Linked DNA regions of Hordeum vulgare: region 1 is linked to region 2. A link is a contact called in public Hi-C data. All regions are on one chromosome and are shown on one strand. Each heading gives the region's core, a stretch centred on a gene start, on an enhancer-like site or on the middle of the called end of the contact. The rest is flanking DNA. Distances are from core to core; before and after follow the strand shown.

The links. Hi-C and Micro-C count contacts between places; a contact is called where the count stands out from the background.
Region 1: a Hi-C map of leaf shows a contact between it and region 2, with 5 times the contacts expected there. The contact joins the enhancer-like site here to the promoter of LOC123443495 in region 2. A contact is called at or near these places in 2 of 6 Hi-C or Micro-C datasets (leaf and seedling).

Annotation. Positions count from the first base shown.
Region 1 is chr3H:196,028,106-196,033,469 of MorexV3_pseudomolecules_assembly, reverse strand. No RefSeq gene overlaps it. Among protein-coding and RNA genes, the nearest start is that of LOC123443496, 120 kb to the right of the region's middle. Within about 2 kb of position 2,234, at least 3 of the 3 cell types and tissues checked have open chromatin away from gene starts, as enhancers often do. A contact at or near this core is called in leaf and seedling, where this site is marked.
Region 2 is chr3H:195,828,170-195,833,842 of MorexV3_pseudomolecules_assembly, reverse strand. It overlaps LOC123443495 (peroxidase 1-like), which reads right to left and starts at 3,411. Exons shown (of 2, transcript XM_045119879.1): 1 at 2,852-3,411; 2 at 1,037-2,005. The coding sequence starts at 3,115. The coding sequence ends at 1,256.

The DNA of each region.
Region 1 (5,364 bases), core at 985-3,484, 200 kb before region 2:
ATATAACAGCATAGAACAATCAAAAATTATAGATACGTTGGAGACGTATCAATCACCCCCGCCATCCCCGATTCAGACGGCGCCATTGTTGGATCCGTTGGAGATCGACATGGTAGGCTAGATGGCGATGAAGCAACATCTCGTGACAGATGCTCGCCAACGACAACCTCATAGCCATGTAAAAATGGATCCGAAGTTCGCTAAGATGAAGCTCGCCATCGACTAATCCTTCGAGTCCCTCCCAAGAACGAGGAAGCAAGGGTGGCTTACCCGGAGAAGCAACGTCGGTTGCAGCAGACGACACATGAGATCGCCTCTTTCTTCGCATCCATTCCTTCCAACGACGATGAGAGCGAGATGTTCTGGCCTCTAGCTCTTGCAAGGGTGTGATGTTTTCTGCCAATGGGCATGAGAGGGGTTTATGAATATTTGTGCTAAAACTAATATTTATATATTACTTGGCAATTTCAAAGGTTATTTTTGGCTTCCCAATTTGGGTGAAAAGTGTGACATTTTTTATGAACAGTGTGTGGTCAAATAAAAAATTATCTTATATTATAATTATCACGCCAAGCGGGATTACTATTTGTGCATCCAGAATTCTTGAGTCAAGTTTATTCCATAAGTGTCCATTATATCTACCTATATACGGTATTACCCTTTGTTTCAAGTAAATTTACATGTGTCATCTCTAAACCTTCAAATAAACATATGTTTAGTGTGTGTGCACTACTCGTGAAGCTACGGGGCGGTAAGTATATTCCATGCTAAGTGAATTATTTTCATAATGAATGTTTATTCACTTGTCATTGCACGAGAGAGGTTGATAATTGGAATGCCCAATCCTACTCAAACATAATAATAATAAATAATAAAATAAAACTACCTCTGGAAAGTTGATTGTTTGGAGGACATCCGTGAATTCAGCTAGCCATGCCTTGTGTTTGTACGGTTGAGGGGGGGGTAAACTTTTCATTTCCGCATGGAAACCGTCAATAATGTGTTAAACATGAAACATGTTGAAAATTCATTATCGTGACGTTTACAGGAAAAGCACATCACTCAAGGACAAGCATATCATATCTAATGTGATATGTCTTCAACGAATCTATAATTTAATAAAGCTATTTATAAAAAAAACTTTCTGATATTTGTCAAGAGTGTGGCATTTTTTATTTTCTGATTTTTTTCATGGCATACCTCAAACAATAAATAAATATATTTATAGTGGACCTTGGGCCAAATGGGGTCCCAAAAAAATTAAGGAGCTGACATAGGGGCGCGCTTTTGACAGGCAGGCCATGGTGGTTGCAGGCCGGGGTTGCCCGGCCTCAAAGGGCCACCATCCTCGACACCTCCGGCACGCACAACGGCCCTTAGGTTAGCAATGCTGCACTTTTCAAGCGCAGGACTGAAACAACCCGTGAACAAACGGGCCCTGTATAAACGCCACCTCAGTCAACTCCTGCCCCCCAAAGCATGGGGTGACAGGCCCGAACTACCAGGCCCGGCGATGAAAAAGGCACGCCGCTAATTTTAAGTCCGGTTTGAGTGACTCAAATTTCCGATGTGGGATTAATAATTTGTACTTGTAATAGTACGGAGTAGTGCGCACAAAGTATCGTGCATAACCGCTGCTCCGGAATCCAGCATGATTGGATACACAGGTAATCGCGACCCGAGGCTCATGATTGCCCGTTCAGCCGCGACCGAATACTGGTAATGAGCGGGACTGATGGTGATTTTCCCGCTTAATTCCCCAACAGCGACGAGCACGAGCTGCCAGCCTCCGCTGGCCAGCATGAACGCACCCATACCCATGTGCCACCATATTTCCGTCGAGAGCGACTGGGGGTGGTGCAGTGCCGGTTCGCGAGCCAGAACGAAGCACGGTCCAAATCTCGCAGATATACATGGCTTCCAACCTGGGTGAATGCGACAGCGCCGTGCATGCCGATGCTTGTGCTGTGACCGGTTTCGGTTCAATCAATGGCCCAGGCTCCACGTCCACTAGCGCGGAGCTAGGCATCAGTTGGTTCCGTTGCGCCCGACGGGGACACCAACAAGGTAAAGTTGCCACCCAGCTCGATCGGATCTTTGTTTAGCCTGAGCTGATGGAAACAACGGCCAAGACAAGATCGCTCTTATCCCATCACGAGTTAGCCTAGTGACTTGGAGGCAGGAAATCCATCACGAGCACATGGGGTGCGCACATCGGGCACTCGCTAGCTCCGTGTGAATGTGATCTAGGCCTGGTCTGGTTCATGTTCTCGGCCGAGTCACGGGCGCCGTGTCGTGCCCATCGGCATCAAACAACATGCACGCCTCGATCAATCGTTTCACGCATGGCCGCTAGTACTAGCTGCTAGCTAAAGCCAGCTACGCAGCTGACTGATCCGACGCGGAGAACGGGCCCTACGTTGCGTACAGAAAAGGAAATTATCTTACAAATGGCCCCTCGAGGAAGACTCTTATTTTCTTACTTGACTCCTTTGTTCAGGCGTGACCGTACGACATGTAACGTAAACGTATAACGTGATTTATAGAAAAGCATAGATAGACTATGACTTGTTCATGCCTTGACGTATACTTCAAGATGATCATGTATTCATATATGTGTGCCCACGAGGCTCAAGCAATACAACAACTATTCCAGCAATCCATATTTTCCCGTTCAATATGGTATCTGCCGCAAGTTCCTAGACCTAGCCGGCGCACCACTACTTCGACACCACTGCGCCCATGACTAACTCGGCGCCTCCTTGCGCCTGCGGCTCCACGGCGACTTCCTCGACACCGGCTACCCCGACTTGACATCGACCATGGCGTTCTTCGCACGACTACCTCGACCACGGCTACACCACCCTACGCTCTCGGCTACCTCGACCAACGCACAAAGGGCTACCGCCTTGCTTGAGCAACCTCATCGGTTTCCACTCTGGCCACAACTTCCACGATGCATCGACCGTTACGACTGTGGGGGATGACCGTCGGCTTACCTTAGGATTCTTCTCCAGTCTCACCGTGTGCGTCGTTACCGTTGTGACTGCGGGGGGATGTTGAGTAACGTGATTGTTTAAGAAAGCATATATAGACTAGGACTTGTTCCTGCCTTGACTTGTACTCGAAGATGATCATGTACTCCTATATATATGCCCACAAGGCTTAAGGAATACAACAACTATTCCACCAATCCCTATTCTCCCGTTCAATAGTATGCACGCCTTTCTCTTAGACGGCTTTGACCGGTAGAAGTCCATGATCGTCGGTCACGCTATCAGCGTGGAGCCGCCCTGAAGTGTCGGATGAAATGACGCTATCAAAGTTCTTATGTCACGTCTTGTAGTTAGGCGTTGTCGACCCTTGAAACATCATTTTCCTAGGCGTTGTTGAATCGGAACACATTTGTTTCATAAGCGTTGATATCTACAAAATTGTATCGTCTCGCTTTCTATCTGCGCCTCTACTGTCTTGATTACCCGCTGTATATACCGGCGCATTTTATTTGCAAGAGTGTCTACCATATTTGACACACGTTAGACCATCTAATATTGAGTAGTGGTATCATTACTCTAGGAGTATCTAGATGAATTGGCACCTTTTGATTGTTTAAATATTGTTGCCCTTGCATCACCCATCCATAGCCCCCCTCCCCTCCCGCAAAAGCATCATTTTTGCTCTCCTCAGCCTCTTCCACTCTCAATCTGAATCCATCAAGGAAGGATGTCATCGTCATTGACCATCAAGGACGTCCTCAATCCCTGTGTCCGTCGGAGCTTGTTCGCATCCGCATCTACGAAGCAAGTATTTGCCTATGTTGTCTTCGTCAACTCAGTTTTTCAGGTCTACAACATGAATTTCTTCTGTAGGCATTAGTCCATGCTGTAAATCTTGTAAAAGTTCATTAAATGTGGAGATGGATAATCTTCGAATGGTCCGGTGCATTGTGCATAAATCATCTTTCTGTCAACTAGAACCTGAGCCATGGCTAGAAGACTCGATCACCATTTATAATTTGAGAGAGAAGCTTGTGGAACATGGTTTACTCTGTAATGATTTCATTTACTATTGAAGCAGGGATTACCCAAGTGACGGGATCAAGTGGAACTTCAGCACCAAGAATAAGTTCACCTCAGGTCACAAGAGGATGTTGGAGTCAAGTAATGAGATGGTGATGAGGAACCCTAGGTAAGGGTCAGGTTCAGTTCAAGTGGGTGGTTGCCGAGCTTCAGCTCAAGTGGGTGGTTGAGGTTAAACACCGGTGAGAGGATGAGTTTGACCGAACTCACTGACAACGGCACAATCGGGAAGATGATCAAAGAATACGAACCATTTTCAGTTGGTTGAATTGCATTGTTACAATAGACCAGATTGGCTTTTAGTTGCTCCAACTACAAAAGTTGATGCTTTTAACAACTCTTAATTTCATATTTGAAGTTGTTTCATTATGATTTTTCATTGATTTAGAACGTGTACGCCCTGTTGTGTGAAAACTCTAAACTTTCCATTGCGGTGCTATAATGTTATGATTTGTGCTATTCATGTTCTTTTACGTTCAATGTGTTTGTAATTACGATAGGGTATCATTCAAATAACAGTTTATTCCCTCTCTTCATACTGAACAAAGTATATCGTTACATGCACGTGAATCGAGTCTAACTCGCTAGGTCTTTTCTCGCCTTTTCCGAACGCACCACTCTTTGAATTGCTTCTAATACTTAGCTCTGTGTTCACTCTTTTGCTTCTCCTCCAACATCTTCTTCTCTTTTCTCTCCACATACCCAGCACCGAACCAATACAGCTCGTACTCTTTCTCGTTTTCAAGTAGCATTTACTCGGTCACCTAGCACCTTCCTGCAATGAGTTCATAGGTTTTTTCCAGAAACTGAAGCAAGAATTCAGATTTGAGATTATATGGAAAATTTGACTTACGAAGTATGGCGCAGGCACCTTCGTGTGGCCGTAGTCGAATCCCGAGAAACTCATTTCTCCTTTGATTTGTATCTTGAAATCATCGACGGTGTAGCAGGCCGGCACACCGCAACGGCGGTGTACTAATTGTGGCACAAGGGAATCCAGTTCGTCGACACATAGCATATCTGGTGGTAGGAACGTGTCGCTGTGGGGTCCTATAAGTTGATCTAAACTTCCTTTCCCTTTATGCGACGAGGAACCCATGGTTATGTTGTGGATGTGAAGAAATAATAGTTATGTGTGAGAGTTTATAGACAGTCTGGATGTGTGTATTCAAAAGTTAGTACGTTTGATATTATAGCTGGACGGTCTGAACCTCATGGGCAGTTTGACGGCCTACCTCACTATGTGGGATTTGGTGTGCTGGCCTTTGTCCTCGTTTTTCCTTGT
Region 2 (5,673 bases), core at 2,162-4,661:
TTTTAATATATATACACCGTAGAACGATTGTTCTACGGGTTTGGTTCAAAAAAAATGTTTATTGTACAAACGCAAAAAGTTTCAGCACCAAATTTGACTTACATTAATAAAAAAACATAAATCAGATATGAATAGTGTAAAACTAGTATTCACACAAAGTCGATCACATTCGACTTTTTAAAAATCTGTAAATGTACACAAGTTTGGAGCTCATTTTTTTGGAGTTGTAGACATGCCCTACTTGGATGTTCTTAAATAATTTCAGATTTTTTTAAGTGTCTAAATATAATTTTTAATTTTGCTTTTTAGTTGATCTCACTATCTTGTTTGATGTGAGATCCCATACAAATCACCCCTTGTTATACATGTGGCGTCAAACGCTCATTGTTGAAGACTCATATAGTCCCGGATTCAAGAAGAGAAGTCAATCCAATTTTGTATTTTTCACGATCCTCTATTTTGGAGAGTCTTTAGGTGACGGTAAAATTAACAGTAAAATAGAAAATAGTAAATAGTGTCACGACAATTGTAGCTATCGAGGAGAGGCTATTTTCATGTTTTGACCCTTTTTTAAAAGTTGATCAAAATATACCCTGGTTTGATAAAAACTGGAATCTGGTCCTTTTCCTATCACCAGAGTCCTTGGCGGTAGGGGTGCACGCACTACCGTAAAAATATCTAAGTATCGGATACAGAGTGAACTCACACCTACCGCTGAGGTGAGCATCCTGACGATAGAGTTGTACGACCTATCGTCGAGGAGTTTGACAGTACGGTGCATCATGCTCAGATGGATAAATTTCCTACCACCAGGGATTTCTACGGTAGGTTGGTACCGTCATGGACCCTGACGATAAAAAAAAGTCAGATGATCAACTTTTGCAAAAAGGCCAGAATATGAAATTTTGCCTCAAGGAGAAGGGCTTAAAAGCGAAGCGTGGATGGCCGTTGGATCATGTATAGCATTATCTGAACAAAGGTGCACTTGCTCTGAATATTTCGACACTTGGACATGGCTGACAAGTGAGAGCAGAGAGAAGTACCGAACCACCTTCTTTGGCTGATTGCAAGAGGAATGCAACGCATGTCGTGACTAATAATCTTACATACTCAGGCACCGCACTTAACAAATCAATATAGATTTGGGAGCTTAATCATGGCGGGCACAATATATTTGATCCGCGCCGATGAAATAAGACGGGGAGGGAGAGAGTAAAATAATCCAAGAAAATCTGTGGCGCTCCTTGATGAATCCTCACGGCACATTGCACTTGGTCCTGATCTTCCCTTGTCCGTTCTTGAGGGTGAGCACGTCGACGCGGCCCATCTTCTTCATGGACATGGAGAAGGCGGCGTAGAACTTGATGGGGTTGGTCAGGTCGTTGACAATGGTGGCGGCGGCGGCGTTCTGCGTGAGTGCGGCGTCGGAGGCGAGCACCCCCCGCTTGTTCTGCAGGTTGGTGTAGTAGCTGCCGTCGAACTTGAAGGGCGTGGCGCCGTCCAAGTCCACCGTGGACGTCGAGGTGGGACTGTTGGGGCAGGCGTTCATGAGCGTCTTGGCGTACGTGGAGTCGAGCAGTGGGTCGATGCTGGTGGCGTTGCCCTGGTACAGCCTGGGCGTGACGCTGGAGCAGCTGGCCTTGCCGATGGTGTGCGCGCCCGAGAGCGCGACGAGGTCGTTGACATCGAGCCCCTTGGCGGCGAAGCTCTGCAGCAGGCCGTTGAAGCCAGCGGAGGGCGAGGGCAGCGCACCGGTGTTGCTGGCCAGCGAGACGGGGCCGTCCCGGCGGCCGGTCTCGACCTGCCAGAGCGGGGCCTTGAACTGGTAGGAGACGGCGTCGCGGGCGGCGAGCGCGACGATGTCAGCGCAGGAGACGACGCCCGGGCACGCTTTCTCGAGCTGCGCCTTGATGGCGTCGATCACCGGGTAGCCGCCGAGGGAGCCGTTGGGCGGCGCCGTCTTCTCGCTCTGCGCGTTGTCCAGCAGGATGGACGCGTCGCAGCCCTGCATTATCGCATTCAAGGAAACGTCAGCCACACACAGATCGCATATTTGGGGTTTGAAATTTGGATGTGAGCGGGCGCGCGCGGGGCCGACGCAAGAGGCCAAAGCTGCTCCTGCTACCGCCGTACCGGCGCGGCAGCTTTGATAGCTGTCGCGCGCCACCAGCTGGGTGGCACGGCGCGCATGTGAGCGGCGACGCATTGGCCTTGCCCACTCGACTCGGCGCACGGAAAATACTGTACTATGACAAGATTCACCTTGCTCCCCTTGCACTAGTCTAGTCTAGTATTTCTCGTCCTTGTTTTCTTGCTTGGGTGTGTCGCTACGAGCGGAAAGGTGCCGTAATGCTTACGTAGTATACCACGTAAAGGTGCTCCCTCGTGTACATATCAACAGTCAAACTGCCTTGTACGTAGTACTCTCACTACAGGAGGGATTTTTTTATTATTTAAAAGAAAGGAACGAAGCCCCCGACCTCTGCATCTCACTACAGCAGGGATAAAGAAGCTGAAAAGCTAATTAGTAGAAAACCCGCAGTAAAATCTGCTTGGGCAGAGGGAGAAAGGCGATCTGTATGGTATGGTATGCCAGTTTAATTAGAGCGAGGAGCCAGGACTCTTGATTCGAACATGAATGTGGTAGCTAGAAATGGAATCCGCAGTTAATTTGCTGCCGGGAAAAGAAGCGCTTTCCGCGTCGGCCGGCTGGGCACGGGCATGGCGCCGACGGAAGTGGAAGCAAAGACCCACTCCGCTCAGGCTCAGGCTCAGGGAAAGGGAGAAGAGCTGAAGCGGAAGTGGGGGCAGGGCGACGTTAACGAAGGAAGGAAGGAAGGAAGGAACTGACCTTGACGAAGCAGTCGTGGAAGTGCAGCCTGAGTAGCTGGCCGGGGAGGGCCTGGTTGCCGGCGACCTGCGCCCAGGTGATGCTCCGGACGGTGGCCTCCGCGCTGGGGCACGTCGTCCCGTAGAAGTTATAGGACAAGCCCGGGTTGGTGTCCAGGAGCCCCGCGCGGCCGCAGCTCACTAAATGGCCGAGGACCACGACCCCCCACCACGCCACTGCTCGCCGCCACCGCCCTGCTCCTCCGCACACTGATTGCATCCCCATTTCCTTACTCTCTCTCTCTCTTGTTAACTCTTGGGAGCGTCAGTGATCTTGAGATTGTGATGAGACAGAGCTGGAGAAGGGAGGGCGAGAGGGAAGGAAGGAATGCTTTTGGTTTGTGTTTCTGTTCGTGTTTGGCGATGACAGTGTCATTAAGGTGGTGGCTGGGCACCGCCCTTTATAGGCTCGGCAGCCGAGTGCGGGAGTGGCTGTTGTGTTCTGTGCTGCACCTGCACGGCCAGCGGTTGTGGAAAGCAACCGCGGGAGGGGAGGGGAGGGACAAACAAAGGAAGGAGGTCGTCCCGCTCGTCGGACGCGAGTATGGCACCAGTTTTGCGCGCGGGGTGATGTGGCGAAATGGGTAGGTCCCCCGGCCCCCTCCCTAGTTGCAAGCGGTTTGTTTATGGTCTCTCTCCGTTTGGAAGCTGGAGCTGGAGCGCGGCACGGTCATGTGTCCATATTCATCGAGGAGACTGCCAAGCCCCACGCCCCGATTCCGCACAGGACTGGGACGGGACGGGACGGGACGGATGGGTTCCATTCCATTTCCACCTTTGTGCGCGGTGCGGTGCGGCGCAAGTGCATGTGTGCTGCTCGCCATTCGTCACCTACAATGACCTCGCATTGTCTTTAGTCATTTTGCATAGTTATCTTACTAGGACCTGATTAATCATATGCACGTAAAAAAAATTATGTTTGTGTTAATTGGTTGTCTGCATATCCTTTTTTCGGATTATAGCGACGTCTCTATGCATGTGTCTAGTTGCTCATATTGTTTGTACTCGTACAAACGCACCTTGTTTGATTGTATACGAGCATAGAATTATGATAACCTCGTACCCTATTTGATGAGTTTATCCATTACAACTATACCTTACACACGATTACATCGATTACATCGATCACACCAACACCACAACAGTGCAATGATGATGAACTGGACGATGATGCTGAGATTCTTGAGCCCAAACCAATGATCCATCTTGCCTACTTTAATTTTGTTGCATGCTTGCTTTTCGCACAAACTTGGAATACGAATCTCCTGCTCCATGCTTAGTCTTAAACATTTGTGGTTGTTGATGATGTATCCTCACACTTGTTCATTGTAAGCTTCTTATGGACTCTAAACATGGAGCCCTTTCGATGAACATCACATACCATTTCTCCTAAGAGTGCACATAGTTAAAGCAACAAGCAATGGAGCATACAAGCAACAAGTAGTGGAGCATGATGGGGTTACCTACGAGGGGTAGGGTCATGGACCTGCCATCCAAGGCCCACCTAAGGCCCCAGTCGGACGTATGGAGTCACTCGGCCAGTCCTCGGGCCAGTCGGACATGCACCAACACTTGGACCAGGGCGAGAGTGGACGACGAAGGAGCTGCAACCACCAAGGGACTTAACATCTCACATAAAGCCCACTGAAAACCGATGTTACGTGTAACGTTGTAGTTAGAGTTGTTGTTACTAGTAACTTCCATAGTTATTAGCCTTAAACACCCTCGTAATGGGATTCCTCGGACCCACGCGAACTCTATATAAGCCGCCTCGGAGCTCCTCGACAAGGGTACCCATCCCGTGTATTCACACCCCCATAAGCAAACACTAGCCTCTGGGCTCGAACATATGGGTCTTTACCTCTTCCGAGAGGGGTATGAAATCATACATCCGAGTGTTACACCTGCGTCGTAGCTGTTGAGAACGTTGCATGGGAAACAAAAAAATTCCTACGCGCACGAAGACCTATCATGGTGATGACCATCTACGAGAGGGGAGATCGGATCCACATACCCTTGTAGATCGCTAAGCGGGAAGCGTTAAGAAACGCGGTTGATGTAGTGGAACATCGACGCGATCCAAATCATCGTCGTCCCACAATCCATCCCGATCTAGCGCCGAACGGACGACACCTCCGCGTTCAGGACACATATAGCTCGACGATGATCTCTACCTTCTTGATCCAACAAGAGGGGAAGGGGAGGTAGATGAGTTCTCCGGCAGCGCGACGGCGTCACGGCAATGGTGGTAGAGCTATTCCAACTGGGCTTCGCCTAAGCGCTGCTTAAACTAGACTAGAGGAGAAACGAATCTAGAGAGAGGGCATCACGTGGCTGATTGTTGTGTCCAAAACCCTCAAAAACCTCTAGTATATATAGGAGGAGAGGAGAGGAGTTAGCCTTGGCCCCTACTCCAAGGAGAAGGGGTCAGCCGAACCCTAGGAAGATTCCACCTTCCCACAAGGGAGGTGGACTACTTTGGGAGGACTCCTCCTTCCTTTCCTTTTAAAGGTCGTTTGCCTTTTGTATCCTCTTATAGCCGCATGGGCCTTTGAGAGAGGGTTCGGCAAGCCCACCGGGGGCTGGTCCACCTCCTCTCACAGCCCACAAGGCTCTTGGGTCATCACACCCCTCCCGGTGGTCCCCCGGCACCCTCCCGGCACTCCAAGTACACTATCGATGAGCCCGGAACTTTTCCGGTGACCAAAACAGGACTTCCTATATATCAATATTTACCTCCGGACCATTCTGGAGCTCCTCGTGACGTCCAAGATCTCTTCCGGG